Linked DNA regions of Triticum aestivum: region 2 is linked to region 1. Evidence: chromatin contacts called from public Hi-C data. All regions are on one chromosome and are shown on one strand. The core of a region is the stretch at or near the end of the contact, and the rest is flanking DNA. Distances in the headings are between cores, read along the strand shown.

Evidence for each region. Hi-C and Micro-C count contacts between places; a contact is called where the count stands out from the background.
Region 2: a contact with region 1 is called in a Hi-C map of leaf, with 5 times the contacts expected there. The contact joins the promoter of LOC123152308 here to the promoter of LOC123152294 in region 1. A contact is called at or near these places in 2 of 5 Hi-C or Micro-C datasets (both in leaf).

What each region holds. Positions count from the first base shown.
Region 1 is chr7A:277,525,049-277,530,931 of IWGSC CS RefSeq v2.1, reverse strand. It overlaps LOC123152294 (probable protein NAP1), which reads left to right and starts at 2,821. Exons shown (of 24, transcript XM_044571875.1): 1 at 2,821-3,051; 2 at 3,151-3,577; 3 at 3,653-3,727. The coding sequence starts at 3,209.
Region 2 is chr7A:277,971,959-277,977,841 of IWGSC CS RefSeq v2.1, reverse strand. LOC123152308 (hydroxymethylglutaryl-CoA synthase) reads right to left here and starts at 2,474. Exons shown (of 12, transcript XM_044571884.1): 1 at 2,244-2,474; 2 at 1,588-1,694; 3 at 1,285-1,417; 4 at 996-1,139; 5 at 733-891; 6 at 532-605; 7 at 364-439; 8 at 186-241. The coding sequence starts at 2,309.

The DNA.
Region 1 (5,883 bases), core at 1,572-4,071:
AAAGGAGGCAAGAGGTGGCCGCACGCCCCTCCCCTCCCTAGTACGAATAGGACAAGGAGAGGGGGGTGGCGCCCCCCCTTTCCTTTCCCTCTTCCTCCTCTTTCCCACTTCTCCTTCTCCAACTAGGAAAGAAGGGAGTCCTACTCCCGGTGGGAGTAGGACTCCCCCTTGGCGCGCCCTCCTTGGCCGGCCGCCCCCTCCCCTTGGCTCCTTTATATACGGGGGCAGGGGGCACCCTAGAACACACAAGTTGATCTTCGTGATTGTTCCTTAGCCGTGTGCGGTGCCCCCCTCCACCATATTCCACCTCGGTCATATTGTAGCAGTGCTTAGGCGAAGCCCTGCGATGGTTGAACATCAAGATCGTCACCACGCCGTCGTGCTAACGGAACTCCTCCCCGAAGCTTTGCTGGATCGGAGCCCGGGGAGCATCATCGAGCTGAACGTGTGCCAAAAACTCGGAGGTGCCGGAGTAACGGTGCTTGGATCGGTTGGACCAGGAAGACGTACGACTACTTCCTCTACGTTGCGTCAACGCTTCCGCTTCGGTCTACGAGGGTACGTAGACAACACTCTCCCCTCTCGTTGCTATGCATCACCATGAACTTGCTTGTGCGTAGATTTTTTTTGAAATTACTATGTTCCCCAACATCAACAATGCATAGTAGCAACGGTGCACTAGCCTCCACAAGACCGCGGAGCTCACGAACTGTCACAGGGCTGCCAATTTCTCGACAGTTCCAACACATGGTCCTCATTGGGCTCGGTTGTCCTCCTCACCGGAGGCCGCCTGAGATGTGAGCTCCATTCCATCCACAACCAACCTTCATCTTGCTTCCTCCGCTTCACCACCTGAACCTTCTCTGGCGTTGACGCCGGATCGTTAGCGCCTGAAGAGGTAGCGCCCTCAATGCGTATGACCAACCCTGCCACTTTGCCAGCTAAATTTGGGACTGGATGGCCCCTAATATTTACACTTCCATCCGCCGCCACCAGCCGTTTACGAGCTCCGTTCTCACCTCCCTCTTCACCGATCTGGCCCCTAGCATCAGACTCCATGCCATCCCTCTTCGTTCGCTGTGCATCAGCAAACGCCCCCTCACTGTAATCACCTCTCCCTCTTCCACCCACCGGAACCCTTCCTCCTCTACCTCCTCTATCCCCTCTAACAGCATCCCTCCCTCTACCTTTGCCTCCTCCATCACCTCTACCTCGCCCCCTAAACCTTGAACTGTTGGCCCCTCCGGCTCCCAAAGCAACCACTCCCCCCATTCAAAAGTATTCGGGTCATGCACCCTGTCACCACACTCATGAGCTAGGTGGCCCATTCTTCCACATGCAAAACAGAAATCTGGCAGCTTCTCATAGTAGACACCGTACCTCTTATACTCCTTCAAGGTTATTGGTACAAAACGGACCAGCATGATGTTGACATCCACATAAACCCTAACACAGAGGGTACTAGCTGGGTTGATTCTTCCCTCATTCATGATCACAGTGAACGGTGGATCACCCACCTTGGCAGCAACTTTCTCCGCCATCTCTCTCTTCCTCGTAAGGCCATCAGGCAGTCCCTTCACTCTAGCCCAAACCGGGATCTTGTTTAGTCTATATCCCTTGACATCTGAAAACCCGTCGTATTCTTGGAGCACCACCAGAGCCCTCCTAAACAGCCATGGCCCTCCATCCATAATCTTCCTCCAATCTCCCAAGCAATGACATTGAACTAAAAATAAGTTAGGGCCTTTGACATTGAAGGTAACCCCACTGTGCCGCCACCCAAGCATTACGCATCTGTGACATAAGTGCAGCATGACTAAAAGGTTTCGTGGTGTGTACACGAAAGAGAGCCAGCCAGTGCACATCCTTTATGAGTTCATCCACTTCCTCCGAGAAATCAAGCTCTTTCTCCTCCCTACAATGTAGTTTCATCCTCGCGAATTGGTCCTCCAGATCTGGTTCGAGGCCATGGTAATCGCCATACTCCTCCTCGTACCCCTCAAATTGATTCCGCACGTCCTGTGAGCTTTGATCCTGCCTCCCCTTCCTCCTAGCCTCTTCCTCACCCCCTTCGCCAGCCCTGATCCGCTCGGCCGGTCCGCCGTCGCCATCGCTACTGCCTCCGCTATCGTTCCTTCCTTCCCTCCTTGCACCTGGATCGTTGGTTCCGCCATGCACGCGCGCACACACGACGGGAGAAGGTAGAACTCACCGACGGCCAGAGAAGACCGGCGGCCGGGGAGAATTTACGTGGACTCCGGCACGATCGCCAGAGGATAGGTGGAACCCTAGGGGAACTAGTACCGTTCACGCCCGGTCATACTCATAACCGCATCAAATCTCCAAGGTGAACACCCTCTGACCAATGAAACAATGTAGGCAAGGGAAGTCGGCAAAACGGATCCGTAACTTCGGGAAAATGATTGGCTCTGAGGACTGGGCTCGGGGGTCCCGGCCCCGAACCCGTTGGCTGTCGGCGGATTGCTCGAGCTGCTCACGCGGCGAGAGCGGGTCGCCGCGTGCCGATGGGGGGACGGATCGGGAATCGCCCCTTCGGGGGCTTTCCCCGAGCATGGAACAGTCGACTCAAAACTGGTGGACAAGGGGAATCCAACTGTTTAATTAAAACAAAGCATTGCTATGGTCCTTGCGGATGCTGATACAATGTGATTTCTGCCCAGTGCTTTGAATGTCAAAGTGAAGAAATTCAAAGGAAGAGGGTTTGGGTTTGGGTTTGTGGACCGGCGAGGTTGAAATTATCCTCTGCTACAGGCCAGATCCGGGCCTTTTGTCATGCCCCCTGCCGCTCACCAAACGCAGTCAAGAACTTCGGGCCCACGGTCCTTCGAGTCATGCGTAGGAGTAAAGACGAAGCATAAAAAAAAAGGGTAAAAGAAGGGTAAGGTCGCTGTACTGCTCGTACTGCTCCCCCATTCAGGAGAAGCAGAGGAGAGCCATCCGAGAGCGACGGAGCTGCTTCTTCGCAATGGCGGCGAGATCTCTGCTCCACTGAGCAAGCCACCGGCCTCCGTACAGGCGTGCGTCTGCCAGGTGAGCTCGCTCGCTTGCTCTTCCAACGGATTCGTTGGAGCCTGGATCTCCTAAAGGAAAATGCATAATTCATGACAAGGTTTTGGTAATCGGAGTCAGTTGGGCAGAAAGCTCGGTGGCAGGCGCGGCGGACCGGCAATTGCCCTCCCAACAGGAGATGGCGCACGTTTCGTTCAAATCCAAGGAGGTGGACAGCGTGCCCCGGTGGTCGGAATACCTGACCGCCGAGGAGTCTTCTCCCTCGGCGTCAGCAAGCTGGAGGACCATGGGCGTTGACGGGCCTCAGCCCTCATCGAGTGGCCAGAGGCACCTTCAGATGGAGCCAGTGGTTCAGCTCTCCAAGGTCGCGGAAGGGCTGCTGGCCAAGATGTACAGGCTCAACAGCATCCTGGACTACCCAGATCCAAACACGCACACATTCTCGGAGGCATTTTGGAAAGCTGGTGTTATGCCGAATTTCCCGAAAATTTGCATCACCTTGTCCAAGAAATTTCCTGAGCATCCCAACAAGCTGCAGCTTGAAAAGGCAAGTGTCTCGACCACCCGGATGTACTCTCTCAACCTGGAATTTGCTCAATCTTATGGCACTATGCTTTTTCAGGTAGACAAGTTTGCTCTTGATGCTTTGAATGAAAACGCAGAAGGTTACATGCAAAAGCTAGAGCAATGGATCATGGTATGCGCCAACTACCGAGATTAACAATTAATTGTATCAGCAGGGTAAACAAGTTTTGTTCTGTTCTGTTGACGTATCAATTTAGTGCTGCGGTCTGGTAGGATATATTTTGCTTTATATATATACTAGAAGAGTTGGGCGCGCTTTGCTGCGTCATTGATGTCATTGGGTTTTCATAATTTTTTTACTCCATCTATTTCAAAATATAAGGTGTATTAGTTTTTTTGAAATGTCAAGCCTCTTTAAGTTTAACCACATTTGTGTGGAAATATATCAATATCCATAATATCAAATCAGATTTTTAGATTCATCATGAAATGAATTTTCATATTTCATTTACTTAGTACTATTGTGGATGTTGAGTGGCGCTGAGTGTTGGCCGACTAAAAGGTGACATGTTCAACAGTTAGGTGTGGCGGAGATGCGTATGTTGAGATGGATGTGTGGCCACACGAGGAAGGATCGAGTCCGGAATGATGATATACGAGATAGAGTTGGGGTAGCACCAATTGAAGAGAAGCTTGTCCAACATCGTCTGAGATGGTTTGGGCATATTCAGCGCAGGCCTCCAGAAGCTCCGGTGCATAGTGGACGGCTAAAGCGTGCGGAGAATGTCAAGAGAGGGCGGGGTAGACCGAATTTGACATGGGAGGAGTCCGTTAAGAGAGACCTGAAGGATTGGAGTATCACCAAAGAGCTAGCTATGGACAGGGGTGCGTGGAAGCTTGCTATCCATGTGCCAGAGCCATGAGTTGGTTGCGAGATCTTACGGGTTTCACCTCTAGCCTACCCCAACTTGTTTGGGACTAAAGGCTTTGTTGTTGTTGTTGTAGTACTATTGTGGATGTTGATATTTTTGGCTCTGAACTTGGTCAAAGTTAAAAGAATTTGACTTTTCCATAAATGAATACTACCTCCGTCCTGTTTTATTGGTTCCCTTTGTATTTTGTGTAAAACTTTGACCGTACATTTAACTAACGAAATATGAATGCATGTGACCAAAAATTATATCCTTGGATTCATATTTGTACATAGGTTTCAATGATGCTATTTTTGGTGACATGCATTAACATTTTGTTAGTTAAATCTAAGTTCAAAATTTGGCACAAAATACGTAGGGAACCAATAAACCAGGACGGAAGTAGTACACCATATATTTTGAAACAGATGGAGTATTTGGTTTGGTTAGTGGGAAAGATGATGGAGTGTGTGTTTTTTTATTCATATGATGTGGTGTTTCGATGGGCCTTTCCGTAGTGTGATTTTGTTTGTCTGCTAATCAACTTATATTTATGTGGAGAATTTTTCTGCGTCGATGACTGCATGTACTATATTGGTGCTACAGTGTCAAATGTTGGCGCTTCTTTTTTCTAATTGGTGAGGGTGCGCGGGATTGGTATGGTTTTATAGACCGGTTGCTTTTGATTGATTTCAAAATTGTTGACCCAGTCAAGATCATGAACCAAATTCAATATTGAATTTCTCATTTGAATAAGAGAGGCCCAAAATTATAGAGCATTCTCAATTAAAAGAATTGAGTGAGAGATTGTTGACTCGGTCAAAATCAGTGACCCAATTTCAAATTGGTGACCTCAATTTAATGAGAGGCCTCCAATTCTAGGGAGCTTAGTGATATAGTAGATGACCTAAGGCTGCCCCGGCTTGTAAAACTGGAATTACATTGACATAGGGCTTTATAACTGTATTCTGCACTCCTGTAATCGGGCATCCTCGTTGGGACTTGTAAAAATGGAATTACATTGACATAGATCTATAGTTCCAACCTCCTTAAGTCCTTATTATTTTCCATTGTATTAGTCAGAGATGAGAACAATGCTCCACTAGAGTATTTTTTGGTACCATAATTATGTCGGTTGCCCCTAAATCTCCTTGACCTTCAATCAATAACCATACAAATCATGGAGAAATTTTGAGTTACATTGATGATTTCCAAAAGTCTTCCAAAATACTGGTCAAACTTTGGTTGGTTCCGTAACTGGAATTATCATGACCAGTACAAGATCTCAGGAGATAGTTGTGGTGAACAGGCTGCTTTAGCTTGTAGCCTCACCGCCAGCTAGCCGCGGTAGATGCAGTGGTGTCTAGAATAGCATGCACATAGGAGAGGGGTGCTGGCGTAGGAGAGAAGCACGAGG
Region 2 (5,883 bases), core at 1,225-3,724, 450 kb before region 1:
ACATCAAAGAAAACAAAAACAAATAAGTTCCTTCATCTAGGGGCCAAGACTAAGAGTGTCGAATGTGTATCGTATAACCCGGCAAAGGGTGGAGGTCTTTTTACAAATTCAGAATATTATTTGGTCCACATATTAAAAGCTTAAGAAGCAAAAGGAGCATGTATTTAAAGGGAGGAACCGCAGACCTGCAATTGCGCATGAAATCGTTGAAGTAAAGTCGAGCAAAACTCTTCTGTACAAGCTGTGATAGTAACAAAGTGAGGAGTCAATGTCTGTATTCCCCAGAGGTTAGAGAACAGAATTGGGAGAATTAAAAGACTGCAAAATCTTATACATCTCCATGGCAGTGTGCAGTCATCATACCTTGTTATATGGAGAATGAAACACACAATAATCTGCGTCCGAAATCGAGAACTTTTCTCCCACTAGCTTCTCATACCTGATTTCGTGATCATAGTGTGATGTTATTGCTTGAGAAGAACAAAATGCTAGTACTGCAGTTGAGTGGGTAAATTATGGCAGTTAACTCACTTGGCACAATACTGTCTATAGCACGAATCCAGAGCCATCAGGTAGCATGTTTGAGATAGTTTCCCATCAACAACCTACAATAACCGAGGAACAGAAGTGTGGATATAATACTATGAAAGAGACAAAAAGTATATCTAGTTGAGAGTTTGTTTACATGCCTAAAACAAACAAACAAACAAAAACAAGTGATAGAATCCTAACCGGATATTCACTTGCAAGATCAGGCTTGTAGAAATCGTAAACATGAGCCATGTGAGAAGCTCTATATTTACTTTCGAAAGAAATAGGTGCATTTGGACCAATAAGCATAGCAATTGCAGCAGCTCCACCCGTAGGCCGAGCTGGTCCCTCTGCATAAACCTGAACATAATATGGGACATCAAATGAGTGCTGCACAGAGACAAAAGGGAGAGAAACTGAATCGACTTAGTGCAAAAATTATATGGTGATATTGGCTGACTAACTGCGCTATCTGTGCAGACCACAAGGCCGTAGCGTCCATCCCAGCATCGACTTTCAACCCAGTTCACACAATTCAACAGGGCAGCTGTCCCACCATAACATGCGTTGCTTGAGTCAACTCCTTCAATGTCAGTATTACCACTTTCCTGTATTTGTGACAAATGTTAACAATAGCGACATTGAGTGAGACTGAAACTGAACTAACAAACAACTAAATGAAGTGAAAACTGTGAATTCATCAAGATCCAGGTTTAGAGGGAATATATGTTGGATCCTAATTCCATGATTTACCTCAAAAATCTGCATCAGCCACGTTTTGATGGATTTACTTTTGTCTATCACTGTCTCACTGCCAACCTCCAGGCGGCCAATTAGCTTCGGATCTATATGGTACTTTTCCAGCAGGGATTTGACAACTGTCAAGCTGAAACAACTTTCCAACTTGAGCATTCACATACCGAATAGAGTATTGCACTAAATAGATATACGTATTTGATAAAATTGATTAGTAAATTCTACTCATCAAGAAGTTCAATCCCAGTAAAAGAAGGTAACGGACAAGGCAGCAATTTTTTCCAATGTGACAAAATATACCTCATCGAGATGACATCTTCTACCTCGCTGCAGAAGGCCATGCAATCTTGCCCAAGACCAATTGTGTACTTCCCCTTGCTGGCTCCGTCATGAACCTCCAGCGCTTCCTGCAACCAGTAGTTCAACGCATCAGCATTCAACTCTGAGTACAACAGCATTGAACGGACACAGCAAATTATCCATGTATTAGTTGCGCACAGCCGCTCCAGTTCCTCTCCAAAGCCACATCAGATAACCATTTGCTCGCTCTGTGAGATACGAAATACTGTACAAGGCAGATGCAGCATCTGACAGCAGGTATAACAGAGTGAAACTAATGATTCAAATATTCCTCGAGTAAACAAATAAATTCACCACCCGTGATCCACAAATTCGCACCGAGATGGCACCTCCGAATCATGCTTTCAGTTTCCGGAAACAATTCCATCGTGGCGATCTCAACTACGGAGTACTTCCTAAACCCGAAATCCCACACGTCTGGCTAAAACCCCGGCGGCAATTCCCCGGAAACTAACCCAAAATACCAAATCATCCGTAATCTCGACGCGGAGATGCTCGGAGCGTCAGATCAGCCACGTTCGCAGCACGCAGCGTGACACGACGGCGACAAATCGAGCGGGGGCGGCGGGAACAGCAGCTCTGGTGGAGAACCTCACCTGCTGGACGCAGGTGGGAGGGAAATACATGTCCATGGCGAGGATCCCGACATCCTTGCACTCCATCTCGCGATCCCTCCTCCCGCTCTGTGCTTCCGCGGGCTCTCCCAGTGGCTGCGAGGAGGAGGAGGCGTGTGTGACGTGAGAGAGTTCGTGTGACTTTGGCAGCGCCGTGGACGCGGAGCACGTCGGGGATAATATACGAGATTCCCAGATTCGTTTGTCTGCATCCCTGAACCGGTCCTGGCGATTTGTGGGCTGCGACGGCCTGCTTGGGCCAGAGGCACGGAAGAATTTTAAAACCTTTTCTGCGGCTTTTTATTCATATATATCTATCTATATCTATATCAATATAAAAAGATCCAAAAGGGCAGATCCAACTGATCTCGACCATCAAACTAAGTCAATCAAACGACTTAGATTGCTCCAATGGCGAGCGTTCAACATGTTTAACGTGCAATTAATATCATATCAAATATTGCACTAATCATAGAATTAACACACGAATAATAGCATACCTAATATCCGCGTGCAATTAATACATTGCCTAAATATTAACGTGCATTGCACGTGCGCATTTACTAGTATAAAGAAATATACCAAAGTTGAGATCCTGAGGGCATGAGCAATGAAGGCATCAGCTTGATGCTGCCCCATGTCTTAATTTATACTTAAAGTATTGAAACTACCATTTATATTTTTACTCACTCAACGGAGGCAGCCATAGGTAGACCCCACTTGTTAGGAGCCCTCCTACCATCACGTGCTTGGGGGGTCTGGCCCGTTCCGGAACCACCAGGGCGATAAGAGCCTGGGAGGAGGCGACGTCGAGACCATCTAGTGGATCACGGCTATCGGCACGGCGACTTCCTCTTCTCCTCCTACCTCTGGCTTCTTCCTCCTTGCTCTTGAGCAATTCTTCTTGTATATGTTCCTGTAGCTCGAATTGGTGTTCGTGAGGAGTGAATCCACATCAGTACTCTAACATCTGGCATCAGAGCCAGTCCACCAGACTTTCGCCTTCTTCCTGTTCGGAAAAATGTCTAGCCACCAAATGTCCTCAGATCAAGTTCTCAGCATGGTGGTGGAGCAAGCAATTTACCCAACCACCGTTAATGTGATGTATTCCCTCTTCGATCACTTCGGTATTGAGCAGTTGGTGGTGTATCCCCCAACAATATCAGAGGATGGACAACCATGTGTGGCGGCGGATGTGCGGTTTTGTTCGGCACACGCGGCGACATACTGGGATGGCCGCTGCATCTACTTCCGATGCTGTCGTCTGCAGATGTGGAACGCAATGCCTGACGTGTTGCCGGCCCAAACCTCACCACCAACGAGCACGACAACGCCAGCTGCCTTCATGGCGGGTAATATTGCTACATCTGCACACTCCACCGTCTTGGACTCCTCCGTCAACATCCCTACGGCGACCAGCACCAACACGCCACCTCACGTCCAGGATACATCCCCCAAGTCTTCCCTCGACAGCAACGGTCGCGTCCTCGTCACGGGAACGACCGAGTACAAATTGGTGGCGGCAAATCTGGAAGTCGTCACCGAGCTCGCCATCCTCCCCGGCGACCCCTTCTCCACCACCAAGGCCCAGGAGATCCCCAAGGTTGCCCATGATGCAAATTGGGCCATATGAACTAGGTTGTGCTGGTATTGTTTTTCCTAATTGCTCTAAACATCCCCAATCGAAAGTTGCATGGCCACTCAGTTCCAAAAGGAAAACATTTGCTGGCAGGCCCTGTTTTATGCCATGGCCATCATTTGCTTGCTCTCCTGACGGAGTTACTCTGGAGCACACATGGATGCTACCACAAGTCATTTATGTGATGAAGAGTTTATCTGGTAATCTGAATTCTCTTAGAGATTTCTCAAGGTATTTTCCAAATCCGCAATTGAAGTCCAGATTCAGTCAAACAAATGTCCACCTGAAGCTTCCATGGCCATCTGATTCTTGCAATTGCCGAGCAGTGCAAGTGTGTTCCGAGCTGCCTAAGGTGGAATATTTTGAACACCATTTTATGGGTGTTTGCGAGCATCACGTAGCGGTTTGGGACCATGTTGTTTTGGGTTGCATTCCTATTTCTAAGAAAATGCATGGGATAATTCATCTTATGCATATGTCAGTGCGCTGGATTTTTTTTTTGAGTCAAGAAGAATTTAAAGGGAGTGGTCATGTTTCAATCGACTTTCACACTAATAATGAATGGGAACGGTGCTCCAATATCCTTGGGAATTGCACAAGGATACTTCCAGTGCAGATCTCATGCTCGTGGTTTTTGAAACGGGGCAAAAAGGATTCTGATTTCAGTAATCATGATAAGCTCTTTCACAGCAAGCAGCAATTGGGTGCTCTGTGTACAACATTTTCGAGTAGTGTCTGTCTACAGTTCGTGCATTTTTGTCCGTTATGGTCTTTTGCTCCAGCTGGTATCACAATGCAATGGCAGTGGGACAAGCATCAATCGCGGGACAAAAATTCACAACATATTTTTATGTTGTCGCGTTCCCCTTCTGAACCAATATCATATACTTCTGTTAGTGGCGATCACCTTGAGCAAATCTGGGACCCCGGAGGCCTTGCGAGCTATATATGCAGTACATGTGCGTCGACTTCCCTGATGCATTACTTGTTTGAAGCTTGGCTTGCATATGCGACTCATATATGCACCCAATTGAGAATGGAGAAGCCAATGGCCAGCAGCGAACTAAATCAGTGGATGACCATTCATTTCTTGCCTGGAACATGGGAGCTTGATTGCAGATTTGACAAGTTCATAGAGCTACGGGGGTTCTTGCTGCCACTATATTGCCAGTCATGCAAGTCCACGAGGAGCGAAAAAATCTGTGTGTGGAGCGTACCTGTGTTGGAAATATGCCCTAGAGGCAATAATAAAAGGATTATTATTATATTTCCTTGTTCATGATAATTGTCTTTTATTCATGCTATAATTGTGTTATCCGGAAATCGTAATACATGTGTGAATACATAGACACCAACATGTCCCTAGTAAGCCTCTAGTTGACTAGCTCGTTGATCAATAGATAGTCATGGTTTCCTGACTATGGACATTGGATGTCATTGATAACGAGATCACATCATTAGGAGAATGATGTGATGGACAAGACCCGATCCTAAACATAGCACAAGATCGTATAGTTCGTTTGCTAGAGTTTTTCCAATGTCAAGTATCTTTTCCTTAGACCATGAGATCGTGTAACTCCCGGATACCGTAGGAGTGCTTTGGGTGTACTAAACGTCACAACGTAACTGGGTGACTATAAAGGTATACTACGGGTATCTCCGAAAGTGTCTGTTGGGTTGACACGGATCAAGACTGGGATTTGTCACTCCGTATAACAGAGAGGTATCTCTGGGCCCACTCGGTAATGCATCATCATTATGAGCTCAAAGTGACCAAGTGTCTGGTCACGGGATCATGCATTATGGTACGAGTAAAGTGACTGGCCGGTAACGAGATTGAACGAGGTATTGGGATACCGACGATCGAATCTCGGGTAAGTAACGTACGATTGACAAAGGGAATTGTATACGGGGTTGCTTGAATCCTCGACATCGTGGTTCATCCGATGAGATCATCGAGGAGCATGTGGGAGCCAACATGGG